Linked DNA regions of Mus musculus: region 1 is linked to region 2. A link is a contact called in public Hi-C data. All regions are on one chromosome and are shown on one strand. The core of a region is the stretch at or near the end of the contact, and the rest is flanking DNA. Distances in the headings are between cores, read along the strand shown.

Region 1 (6,533 bases), core at 3,149-5,648, 110 kb before region 2:
GGATGCAACTTGCCACCTTCCTGGGAAATGAGGACAGAACCATTCATAAAAGATAGGAGCCCGGAAGGTAGAAGGACCAAGGAACTCTATGGCCTCTGGATCCAAACCCCCAAAGGAAAGATGAGAAATGCTAATGAAATTTTTGTGGTTTTAGGGTGTTAGAAACCCTTCTAAAAGCTTCTGTCGGATTGGACAAGTTTCCATCAATAGATGCAGCTCTTAAAAATCACAAACATCATGCAGAAGAAAAGAGAGAGCGAAAGCGAGAGCGAGAGCGAGAGCGAGAGAGAGAGAGAGAGAGAGAGAAGGGGAGAGGGAGGGAAAAAGGGAAGAGGGAGAGAGAGGTGCTTATGAAAGGAGAGTATTGGTCTCAGCATGGGGGAGAGAGCCAAGATGGAGAGATGGGGGAGAGAGAGAAGAAAGGATAGAGAGAGAAGAAGAGAGATGGGACGGGGATAGAGAGAGACAGCAGAAGGGAAGAGCCCGCTTCAGTGCTGCATGGTACTCTAGCAGATGTGATGCAATGCGACCAGACACATTGTCACATCAGCCCTGGCAGAACCATAAACAGGATATTCAATAACAATTCATAATTGAGAATTATTAACAGTAAGGAGCCGAAGAGCTGGAGCATTGGGGGCAGGGGCATGTTTGCTGTGCTCCTTAGTGGGTGGGGATGGATGCCACCTTCTGCAGGGGCCTTGTGGGCTAGGAAGGCAGCAGGACATTTCCAGGGCTCCGTTTTCAGAAGCTGAGTGGGTTCTGGGGTGAGCATGGGACACTCATGGGAACCTGAGCCTCAAAGAGTAGCCTTCCCAGGGGTGAGGCTCAAAGTGACACCTAACCAGGGACTTAAGAAGCTAAGGGGCAAGAGCATGGCCTTGGGTAGGTGAAGACTGTCTGAGAGGTTGAATCAGGATGAGAGGCCATATTATGGCTCCATAGCCACCCCTGTCACACAGTTTTAGGTGCACAGGCATTAACTGCTTGTTAAAGGCTCATCTGCTCTACTGAAGGGACCTCAGATATAGAGAAGCCAGCCCTTGCCCATTCCTACTAGTCTAGCTTTCTAGGTGGACACCCCAAGCTGTTTCCTGAATCCAGGGGGAAGTCATAGAAGACAGGGACAGAGGAGCCACTGGGAGTGAAAGTCTGCAGGCTGGAGCCCTTCGGAAAACGTAGCCCCACAAAACGTCCAGAGTCATGGAGGGCACAGGATGGAGGGGAGGGCTAGGGAAAACGTGAGCCCTTGCAGGCTGGAGGGGACGTGGGGCAGAGATGGGAGCACAGTTCCGACAGGGCTGGGTGGAGGGTGAGGAGCAGGGGAGGCGGCACCAGGGTCCAGCCAGCCACCTGCTGCCAGCATCCACAGCGAGGCTGGGCGGGGTGGGGGGGGGGGAGATGCTGAGGCTGCATTGTCATGGAAACAGAATGAGTGGGAATGAGTGTGGAGGCTAATTAATCAAGGACAGAAAACGGCATTTGACGTCCAAACCAAAACCAGGAGGGGTTGGGGGAGGCGACAAGTTAAAAAAAAAAATAAAAAAGCAAAAACAGAAATTTAAAGGCCAAACAAAAGCACCCTGAAAGGAACCAACACTCAAAGCAAGAAGAGAAACATGGAATGGGCGTGGGGTTGAAAATCGGGGTCTGAACAGAGGAGGGCTGTGGCTGTTCCAGGGATACGCCCGGACCCCTCCCCGCCAGCAGAACACAGCATCTGGCCTTGCTACCCAGCAACTAAGGGCCTTGGCTAGACAGTGAGGCACCCAAGGGGTAAAAGCCCCCAGAGAAGGCATCCTCAGGACAGACCAACCCAGACCCAGAACACGGTCTCCCTAGATACCCCTGAACCTCACTAGGGGTACTGTATACTACAACCTAGAGGCTAAGACCCTCAGCCTGGGATCCAAGGCTCCTTATATGTAAGTCCAGGCTATCCAGTGACCTGCAGGGAACAGGCTCTGAGTGGACAGAGCCTAGGTCCATATCCAGCCCAGTCAGGGTGTTGCCAACACTGTTGTCAGCCCCTTCCCCCAACACCCTCTGTGACAAAAGACTCAACTGGTTACCTCTCAGCCACTCATCTCTGCCATCTCATCCACAGTAGCCACTGCCTATCTTCTATCTCTATCAATCAACAGCTATCTGTGGAGACAGGGTCTTGCTCTGTAGCCCAGGCTGGCCTCCAACTCATTGTAACTCTCTGTGACCTGGAGGTCTGAGCTACAGAGCTGCCTCATTTGACTGCCTCTAATAAGTCCAGTCTGCAGCAGAGGACACAGCCAGCCAGAGAGGTGACGAAGCTAAGGAGAATGAAGAGTTGCCAACCTCAAAGCCACGCCTGCCACTCTCCCAATCACAGGCGAGCAGCAATGACAGCTGAGTGTCCCCTTTTCACCATCTCAGTTCTTTTAAATGTGTTAATCTTTCCCGGGGGATGCAGAGAATGAACATCCCCAGTCATGTGAGCCATGGGCCCTAGCTGAGCCTTACCGGCAATTGTCATACATGCTATACCCTGAGGCCACTAGTGCAATGTGTGGAACACTAAAGGGACAGAGCCCAAAGCTTACAGAGCTCACTTGGTCACTGAGGACCAGGTATCTGGTTCTACAGGCTCTGCTCATGTCTGACCCAACTTTAGTTTATATTTATCGTCAAGGGTGCTGCTGTGTGCAAGTGACCTCAGTTTTCAAAACAAAGAAGCTACAAGTGACCTGAATATGCAGTTTCTATCCAGAGCTGACTGTGTTCATGAAATGCTGGGTGGGACCACATGTCATCTCAATGGTCATTGGTTCTGATGTTGAATGGCCAGCCCCAATCAGTTCAATGTCAGCTCCCATCAGCTGCAAAGGTGTCTGGGGCATCCAAGAAATGTTGCCCACTGGCCTTCAGGGCTCTTTGTTGGTTTCTGTGTCCTGTGGGAAGTGGGCTGGTTTGCCAGAGTATGCAGGGGAGGGTGCTGCAGGCAGGAGGTGGCTGTCATCTCCTCCCAGCCAGTGGGCGTGACGGCTGATGCTGTGTTCTGCCCACTTCTGGGCAGTCGCCCACCCGCTTTGTTCCTCCACCCCTTGGCTGCAGGCTTGAGGTGCACATTAGGAAATAAGGTGGGCGCAGAGCCCACAGGATGGACAGGCCCCGAGGGACCCCCGCCCCAAATTACCGACCTGAAAGGAGGGTCCAGGCGGGTTATAAGGGGCAACACCAGCCTTGGTCCTCGGCACGCTCCAGCTGGCTCTGGTCCCCAGCTCTTCTGGTCACCGAGTAGCCGGGGAGGGTCCCAGCAGGGGGAACCCAAGTGGGTGAGTGGGGTCAGGAGGGTTGGGTGGCAGGGGTGGGGGATGGTGGTGGCAGGTTAGGAGGGGATGGTCGCTTCAAACCCCGATTCACATGGCCAAAAAAAAAAAAAAAACCAAAAAAATCAAACCAACTGAAAAAGCATCAGAACTAGGAGACAGCCCCTCCCCCAAGCAGGAAGAGGCAGAAACCAAAACTTCAATGTGGGGGTTTAAGGGTGAGGGGTAGGTAGGGAGGGCAGGAGGGGTGAGTGGGGAAAAAACTCAAAATGTGAGGTGGCCTGGTTGAAGCGCTAGGTAAAGGGTCCCAACAGTGTTGCACAACTAAGGATCAAGCAAGCCGCAGATGGGGGGCGGGACTCTGCTGGGCATTTTGGAGTGAGAGAAAAATGTGGCTGGTTCTCTAAACTCCAAAATGAGTATGTAGATGCGAGCTGGGGTGGGGATGTGCCAAGGACTTGTGCAGCCTCTGGGGTGGGAGTTGAGTAAGGTTTTTAGATTACACCTGTCACAGGGGGCAGGCAGAGGCCCAAGCTCAAAGCCTATTCCCCCGTCCCTTCCCCTCCCGCCTGCCTCCAGTTCCACCCCTGGCTCCCTTGGCCAGGAAGCTGCCATATGAAGGCCCAGAGGGCCCCAAGCCCTGGCCGGGGCAGCTAAGCAAGTGGTCTTGGCAGGCTGTTGGGTCTGTAGCCCACAGTCATTTCCCAGCATTCCATGTGTCTGTGAGGGGGAGCCCTGTCTCCCTCTTTGATTCCCCTTACCTTCTTGCCAATTTGTTTTCCCCACCCCCATCCGACACTGTGGCCATGGGAGACTGTGGCTTCTCCCAAGGACCAGGTGTAATCTAATGTCCTGACCGACCCGGCCCACAAGGGACACAGATGCAGAGGGTGAGGCAGGCAGCAGGCGACATGTCAGTCAGTGCTCAGTGTTCCTGTGGGATGCCCTCCCCACTTCCACCAGACCCCACTGGAGTCTCCCCGCCCTGAGACCCTCTCCTTCAGTACAGGACAGGGTGATGGGGAGTTCGTGTTCTGTCAAGGGCACAGCCAATGGGAAGGGGAGCTGAGCAACAGATCCCACAGAGCATCTGGGGAAGTGAGAGCAGTTCCAGGCTCCAGATCTCTCACAGTTCCCATTCTGGGGACATGAGAATGGGGGACCTATAAGTCAGGTGACAAATTCCAGGATTTGGGTACAGAAATGTCACTGAAGGCCAACCTATCTGTCCAGGCGACAGGAGCAGGTCAGCCTCTGAGGGTCTGAGAGCATGCTGAGCTCAGAAATCATGTAGGGACTGGGGGTCTCCTCGGCCTCGCTGGCTGTACAGGGTAATAGGAAGCCAGCATTAGAGGCTCAGATCCCCGACACCGCAACGCTGGTGCAGGTTAACCTGCAAACCTCTTAAAAGGCTTGTAGCTTTAAACTACTGACGAGGAAAAATGTGAAGAGCCTTCAATGACATCATCTGGCTGTCTCCTGGCACCGGCTTCCCTCAGGAAATCCCAGACAGGGGCAGAATGTACATTTAAAAACAACCTTCTATCAGGCTCTGAGTCCCCAAAGGTCAAGGGTAGTGCAGCTCTTGGGGCTTCCTCAAAAGCTGAGCCTGCTAGTTGGGGGGGCAGCCGGGGCTGTCTGTCTGTCTGTCTGTTTCTAGGGCTGCTGACTTTGCAGTGAGGGAGTTTCCATGTCACTGTAGATCTCACAGGCCTGCTCGCCTGGTGGGTTCTTGTGTGCCAAGGGGGCCTTAGCGCTCCAGGGTGCCCTCATCTGCCTCTCTTGGGCCCCAGGACTTCCTCAGCAAAAACCACAAGGGGGAAAATGACATCACTGGCCCCAGAGGAGCCACCTGTCTCCAGAGGATAGGCCTCAGAAAAACACCAATAAAGAACAAATGATCCAGGCGGGCTCGCAGATTCACTTCTGCACTGTGGTGCTCTCTGAGCCAGCTCCCACCGGCTGCAGCCCCCACAGGCCATTTTATTTTTATGTGGTTCTGGATCTGAACTCAGGGCTAAGAGTATGCTTAGCAAGTCTCACCACTGTCCCTTAGACTGCCACATTTAAACAGAGGACACTGGAGACACCCGGCCACCTAAGGCTAGAGGCCCCTTTCTTCCTCCCTTTTCAATTCATGTGGGTGCCCAGGATCATCTTTGTCCCGGGTGTGTGATGCTGTCAACTTCACAGTTCACTTGAGGACTGAGAGCTCGTAAGAGGTCAAATGAGAAGCCCAAGTTCACACACCTGGAAATCAGTACCTGCCAAGGTTGAGTGTGTGCCCCAGGCCTGGACAGGAGTGATCTCCAAGGTTAGGTGGTCCGTGAGCATTCCCTGTCCCCAGCACCTGCTTTGCGGAGGGACCTGGGAGTCTGCCTGTGGCTCAGGCTGGCAACTTCTATACCAACTGAGAGCAGAGGCAACAGTATCCCTTCCTGGTGCATCTAGAGAACTTTCCTGATCAGGCTCTGGGTTTAATAACTGGGAAGGTACAGAGGAGGCTGTGGGTGGGTGACCTGCCTAGGGGAGCTTGGCTCTCAGTTATCCCCTGGAGCAGTGAGGTGCAGCGCAGACTGGGAATTAAAGGGGTTTCCATTCTTTAAGGTGGATAGGGCAGATGGTGGATGTGTGAATCTCAGGAGAGAGAGAGAGAGAGAGAGAGAGAGAGAGAGAGAGAGAGAGAGAGAGAGAGAGAGAGACACACAGAAAGAACAAGAACTAAGAGAGAGGAAAAAAGAACGTTTAGAAAGAGGGAAGGGCAGAGAGTCGGGGAGAGGCCACGCCCCAAATGCCCCTGGTTTTCTCCGGAGTTCCACAGCCCTGATGCTCAGGAGACCCAGAAAGTGACCACATTGTGGGACAGCACATCTGTGCTTGCACCTGGAGGTGCACTGCTGCTGGCCAGGTATTCTCTCAGAGGCTGTCACATCACTCACCCACCCCATAGGCAATGCTAGGTAAGCCTAGCTGCATGAAGCCACTTCCAGCTGCCACACTGTGTCCTTTCTGCCAAGCTCTCGAGACCCTTGAGCTGTGGCACCCCACTCCTTTTTAGGTTGGCCAATACTGAGCAGAAACTTGGGGGGGTGCACTGGCAGACCCTGGCTGTGTACTTTGGGAGGACAAGGTTTGAAATATGCTGAGGCAGGAGAATGGGCTTGGGGGCTGACTGTTTCCTGCCAGGTGCGTAGAGGGCAATGGAGAAGGAAGCATGGTTAACCTGGGCGC
Region 2 (6,568 bases), core at 297-2,796:
GGAGGGTCCTAAGGCCACAGAGCAACCAGAAGGTTCCTTGCCGGGGTTGGGGGGATGGAGGGCTGGACGACAATGTCAGAAGTCACCATCAGGAACACCAGAGGCAGTGGGCATCAGCAGGGCTGGGGAGTTGGCATCTCTCTGGAAGCCCAGCACCTGGATCAGCAAGGGACATGTGGGCCCAGGGATGTCAACCAGCAGTTTCCAAGCTAATGGCCCTTTTTCCCTTCTCCAAATAGCCTGGATCTGGGCTTGGAAGGGAGTGCAGTGGTTGCCCACAATCCTGAGGCCCTTCTGTAGCAGGCACAGTGCTAGGATCCCCCTGGTGGACACCACAGGAATTGCAGGCAAAGCTGCTCCGTTTGTCCTGGTGTCTGTTACAGGAATTGCAGGCAGAGCTCTTGTGGACCCAAGCCCACAAAGCACAGTCAGTTTATGTCTGCATCAAAGTAAAGAGTCCAGAGGAGAGTAGAGAACTTCTCAAAGTCACACAGATGGGGACACCAGTGCTGAGCCAACAGAGGAGATGGAAGGATAAGGCTAATGTGCCCACCTCATGAGGCCCTCAGTTTCCCCACCATCTCTCAGGCCTCCCATGAATGGCTTACCTGAAGTACGACTGGACTCCCAGGAAGAGAGAGATGTGGTGCCTGGGCCAGTTTGCTCCTTCAGCCAGCATCTTGTGTCCCTAAAATCATCGCTCCATCTCCTCCATTTCCTACCTGAGGGGGTGAACATAAAGACAAGCGGTGACGACTAAAGTCTTTCCAGCTAGTCCAGGATCGCTCTGAAGTGTCTTCATACTGGTGGTGATGCACTATACAGCCGGGCCCCACTAGAGACACTGAGGCCAGTGTAGACACAAGGTGTGACGGGCTTGGGATGGGGAGTGCAGTAGTGGCCCAGGGCTGCTCATCCCACCGACCTCTTAGATGAGTGGACAGAAACTGAGAGAGAGATGGAGACACTCGGAGACATGAAGAAACAGATAGGGGCGGTGTGCAGAGAGAGACAGAGACCAGGACACAGATACAGAGAGACGTGCTGAGCCAGAGCCAGATACACAGAAATGAGGGCAGGGAGTCCTCAGAGCCACCGCTGGAGCTCACACCACATATCGACATAGCTAATGGAGCCGAGAGGAAGCAGGCACGGTCACAGAGGTCTTTCTCACCATGTCCCCAAGCCATCACCATCCCACTGGGCCAACCTCCATAAGCCAGAGCTCAAGATCCTACCAGGTTCTAGCCCAAGTCCCAGCCTAGATCCCTGGTCACCTGGTGTCGCTGAGCAGAAGTAATACTGAGCCGTCCTGCAGGCGAGCTTCGCGAACTGTCTGATGGTCAGGCAGAGGCCTAGAGTTGTAGTAGAAGGTTCTGCGCCAAGAGCTTACACCCTGGCCCACTAGCTGTGCGCGCAGGTCACTCAGTGTGTCTCGGGGCCGCACGGTCAGTGGCAGTAGCAATGCCTCGTCGGCTAGGTGTACCTTGATGTGGTAGCGCTTCCAGCGGGACAGCCCTCGCCGCAGCTCCTCCATGGCCATTGCCAGCCTGAGACTCTCTCGCAGGTCAGCACCTGCTAGACCGGCTGAGCCACCTGCCTCCACCCCTCCTAGGCACGCCCTGCTACAGCAGCAGCCCACAGGGGTGGTGACATTGGCTGGCCCAGCCCAGGCCTCCATGACAAACATTTCTCCTGTGCACAGCATACATCAAAGGCCCTGGGGCAAAGAACGCAGCTATACGAAAGCACTGTGGCAGGATGGAGAGCCTGGTGTATTGGAGGAGTGGAGTTGGGTCCTGCTTTTGAAGCAGAAGTGAGGAGGAGAGAAGGGTGGCAAGGAAGGCAGTGTAACCCACCCACCCATTTATTTATTATTCCAGGGAACACTCTAGAACTTCCTCCCTAATCTGTATCTGTACTTGTTTTGTGTCTGTGGGCTCCAAAGAAACCTCAATCTTGGGCCTTTGCCCTCTATGGCCATCAAGTTAGGAACAGGGTCTAAGTAGGGGAGACAGACGTCTAGGTTTGGCCTGGAAGTTCACGTGCACTGGAGGTGGGGCTCCAGGGGATGGGTAAGAGTTCAACATTCCCAGTTGCCCACATTCACCACCCACTCAGTTCAGCAAGTGCTTGATGAGGAGAGAAGCGAGTTCCAGCCTCCCGATCCTTACAGCCATTTCTGGGAGCCAGCCGCCTCTCCAGCACACTTCCGAAAGCACGCCTTTTCCCTCCCCGATGCTCTCACTGCCCCACTGGATAGAGCAGTTTGTCCTCTGCACTTGGCCTCTGACACACAAACTCTGGGCATTTGTCACCAGCAACAATGCAGTAGTCACTGTGTGGCCTCTAACCCTGTCATCTCCTGCCACAGCCTCTCCTCCCCTTACCTCAGTGTCTCTGCCTGTCTACTGGGGTCTTGTAAAAAGACATTGTTGTTACAAGGCCCTGACTTACACTTACCCAGGAATGGGAATGCTGAGAGAACATTCTAGGTGTTAACTTTGACTCCGCAAAGAAAAACAAACTGAACGTTCTAAAAATTTAGCCCAGTGACATCTTGGTGGTGCAAACCTTTAATCCCAGCATTTGGGAGGCAGAGGCAGGCAGATTCCTGTGAGGTCAGCTTTATCAAAGAGAGATCATGACCCCTGTTACTCCCAAAAAAGACAGGTAAGAGAATATATAGGAAAAAATATATCTCAGTGTGCTGTGTAGGGTGACATTAATTGTCCCATTTGCCCACATTCACCACCCACACAGTTCAGTAAGTATCTGTAAAGGGAGCCTTTAATTGAAAGATTAATAACTGACAACATGCAAATATAAAACACCTACACACAAACACTTCACACATGAAAACTGCAACAAAGCCATTGAAAATTTCCAATAGTCAAAATAGACAAAAAAGACTGACTTCCACCGTACGTAAAAAGCTTCTGGAAACCAACAATAAGATAGAAAAATGGATAGACAACTTAACAGGTTTATGAAAAATGGTACATCCTTCATGTAAAACTAAAAATGGAAACCGAGGGTGGGCATTTGACAAGGAAAGGCCTCCCCTGACCACGCTCCCTGCCCTTACTGGAGAATTTTAGGCAGGGCTCTATCCCTGGTCACATCCCAGCCCCTCAATGGGAAGATTTTAGGCGGGGCTCTACCAGGGAGCCTCACCCCCAGCCTCCATGAAATTCTTTTTGTTTTGGAGACAAGGTTTCTTTGTGTAGCCCTGGCTGACCTGGAACTCTGTCGACCAAACTGGTCTCAAACTCAAAGAGTTCTGCCTGCCTCGGCCTCCTGAGTGCTGGGATTGAAGGCATGCATTATCACCTCCTGGATAATGTTCTTGTAAATGTAAAAAAGAAAAGCTTGGTGTTTCACAGGCTGAGACTAGAATACAATAAAATGGTTACCAAATAGTCTGTTTTTATACTTCTCTGCTGGAGAACGATGGACAGGATCCTGCGCAGTGGTTCTGTGGCAACACACATTTTTTTCTAAAGATTTATTTATTTTATGTATAGGAGTACACTGTAGCTATACAGATGGTTGTGACAGATGCTTGTGCCATCATGTGATTGCTGGGAATTGAACTCAGCACCTCTGCTTGCTCTGGCCCCGCTCGTTGTGGCCCAAAGATTCATTTATTATCATACACTGTAGCTGTCTTTAGGCACACCAGATTTCATTACAGATGGTTGTGAGCCACCATGTGGTTGCTGGGATTTGAACTCAGATCCTTCAGAAGAGCAGTCAGTGCTCTTACCCACTGAGCCATCTCACCAGCCTGACACACATTTTTGATCCCAGCACTCAAGAGGCCAAAGTAGGAAAATTACAAGATTCAGGGCAGGATCTCTTCCCCCTTCAAAGATGTTTCATTTGAGGAAGAACAATCAGTCTTAGTCGGGCAGTGGTGGCACACTTTAATACCTCTGGGAGGCAGAGGCAGGCGGATTTCTGAGTTCGAGGCCAGCCTGGTCTACAAAGTGAGTTCCAGGACAGCCAGGGCTATACAGAGGAACCCTGTCTGGAAAAACAAAAACAAAACAAAACAAAATCAGTCTTGACCACTGGGCTTCCGAGGGTGGAATGGCCTGCCTTCTCAGAACAGCCTTCTGGTTCCAGATCTAGTCAGACCAGGGCATTGATACACCTGCTGAGCGTCTAACGTTCAACCTGCAGGACACAGGAAAACTGAGTCCTAGCAATGATAGTGAGTGGGTGGCTGGCTTCACCATCAAGACCAGGTCTGCACGGCCCTACCCAGCACTCACAGATGAAGCTCTTGAGTGTCACCCACCACACTCGTGGGTACCCATTGGTCACTGTGAGGGCTGGGGCCATAGGGCTGCAGCAGGTGGAGGCCATGGTGACCACCTGAGCCACTGTCAGTGCCAGCCCATTTCTCACTAAAGCAGAAATAAGCAAGGTGGCTGTGGTCCACGGGTTCGCTGCCCTGGCTCTTTGGAGGGATCAAGGCTTTTGTGTCTGACAGGGTGGTATGTTCTAGGCAACTGTGGAAGACCAAGGCTGATGGCAGCAAGCTTGGAGAATCCCTGAGCTCTGAAAAGCCAGAGGCTGTGGCTTAGGTCACAGTACTGTTGAAATAGTCAACTCTGGGACATTTGAATTTGTTTTGCTTAAAAAAAAAAAAAAGATTTTATTTATGTGAGTACACTGTTGCTGTCTTCAGACACCAGAATCAAATCTTGTTACAGATGGTTGTGAGCCACCATATGGTTGCTGAGAATTGAACTCAGGACCTTTGGAAGAATAGTCAAACCTCCAGCCATCTCTCCAGCCCCCTGAATTTGCTTTTCAAAGTCACTTAAATAGTTCACTCCTTTTTTCTGCTATCTGTTGAATCTTATTCAAAGGCATTTTTTTCATACTCGAATGAAAGCAGTCTATCATGTCTTAGGTAATTATCCTTTGTTGACATTCTCTGTATCCTGAAACCATTGCTGGTCGTTAATCTTTTAGAAGCCCAAGGTGATCCATTGTGCAGAACACAGCGTTGTGTTTATTAAAACAGACAGGGTCTCAATATGTAGTCCAGGCTAGCCTCAAACTTATTGCTATTTTTCTGTATCCATCTCCCAAGTCCCAGGATAACAGACACCACTACCACCACCTTACACTTCCCTTCCTGGGTGCTGGGGGAGGGATGGATAGTGGTTATGTAACCCTGATCGTCCCAGAGCTTGTTCTGTAGACCAAGCTGTCCTGGTACAAGAGATTCTTCTGCTTCCAGAGTGCTGGGAAGCATATGCCACCATGTGCACACTTGTCCTAATTTTAAAATTACATTTGTGTGTATTTGCACAGGTTTGGCTTCCAAGTGTTCTTTTTGTTGTTGTTTTGCTTTTTAAAGACAGGGTCTATCTCTGGCTGTCCTGGAACTCACTATATAGATCAGGCTGGCCTCAAACTTGTTTGGCTTATTTAAGACAAGTTTATTACTCTGTGTTGCCCTGTCCTGGGTCTCTCTTCAAAAACCAGGCTGGCCTCAAACTCAGAGATCTGCCTGCCTCTGCCTCCACAGTACTGGGATTAAAGGAGCACTACTAAGCCCAGCTGGCCTCAAAATTTGTGATGTAGCCAAGGATGGATAGCAACTCCCGATTCAGCCCAAACTGTAGCCTGGTCCCAGGAGTCTCTGGATACCAGTGAAGATCCCATGCCAGCTGCTACTGAAGTCCCAGGGACTAGCTAGGCAGAGATGGATCCTGCTGAAGGTCCTGTGGAGAATCCTTTAGCAGTGTGGCTCTTGGGTGCCACCTGGTGGTGATGTGAGAAACCGGGGGCTCCCCCTACGACACTGAATAACCTGCAGGCCCCCTCCTCTCTTACTTTTGCATTTGATATTGAGGATAGTTTTGTCACACAGTTCCAACCCCAGCCCCAGCTGTGTTGAGACAGGGTTTTCCTATGGATCCCAGGTCAGGTCTTCAGGGTACAGATTCTGCTCATCAAAGGGCCTGTGAGCTCACCTTCCCTCCTCCCTGCTGGGTCCCTGACAGTGACATTAAGGTTTGAATTTCCTAGCAATTTCCACAGAGACACTGGAAACCCTTCAGTGTCTCCCCTCCAGGCCTGAAGCCTGCTGTGGGTACCTGGAGCCTTCAGGCCAGAATCTGCACCTGTCTTGCAGATTTCTGCCCACTACATCCCTCCAGTCCTCTCTCCTTGGGATTCCTATATATATAGGAATATATATATATGCTGTTGCAGCTGGTTCTCTCTAGGAGTACAAGTCACTTACATGTCCCCAAGTGAACAAGAAGCATTTGGAAGTGAATGACAGAAAAGTGGGAACCAGAGGTGAGCACTTGGGCCTGGGTTTCCCTTTCTCAGGAAACTCCAGCTCAGGACAGGGCTCCCTTCCTGCTCTCTCTGGTGACCCAAGGATAAGACACTGGAGACACCATGAAAGCCACTCTACTGGTTTTATTCCAGAGGACTCTAAATGCTCACTTATGCCTGGGAAAATGACCAGTGCCTGCTAGGAGTCTGCTACAAAGCTCATGTCATTTCGTTGGCACCAAGTGGGTGTGATGGG

What was found. Hi-C and Micro-C count contacts between places; a contact is called where the count stands out from the background.
Region 1: a Hi-C map of bone marrow-derived macrophages shows a contact between it and region 2, with 38 read pairs. The contact joins the enhancer-like site here to the promoter of Tincr in region 2. A contact is called at or near these places in 1 of 39 promoter capture datasets (the 3T3-L1 cell line), 7 of 15 datasets of contacts at CTCF or cohesin (CD8 T cells, the G1E-ER4 cell line, the NIH/3T3 cell line and 4 more), 33 of 484 Hi-C or Micro-C datasets (the AML12 cell line, the AtT-20 cell line, the C2C12 cell line and 20 more), 16 of 115 datasets of contacts at active chromatin or transcription factors (DN3 thymocytes, the HPC-7 cell line, T-cell acute lymphoblastic leukemia and 11 more) and 4 of 9 other capture datasets (adipose tissue, embryonic stem cells, liver and 1 more).

The regions. Positions count from the first base shown.
Region 1 is chr17:56,438,538-56,445,070 of GRCm38.p6, forward strand. All of the region lies in intron 6 of Ptprs (protein tyrosine phosphatase, receptor type, S), which reads right to left. Among named protein-coding and RNA genes, the nearest start is that of Mir6977, 23 kb to the left of the region's middle. Within about 2 kb of position 4,399, at least 15 of the 459 cell types and tissues checked have an H3K27ac peak or open chromatin away from gene starts, as enhancers often do. A contact at or near this core is called in bone marrow-derived macrophages, where this site is marked.
Region 2 is chr17:56,552,841-56,559,408 of GRCm38.p6, forward strand. Tincr (predicted gene, 20219) reads right to left here and starts at 1,547. Exons shown (of 4, transcript NR_130128.1): 1 at 1,278-1,547; 2 at 609-722; 3 at 1-156.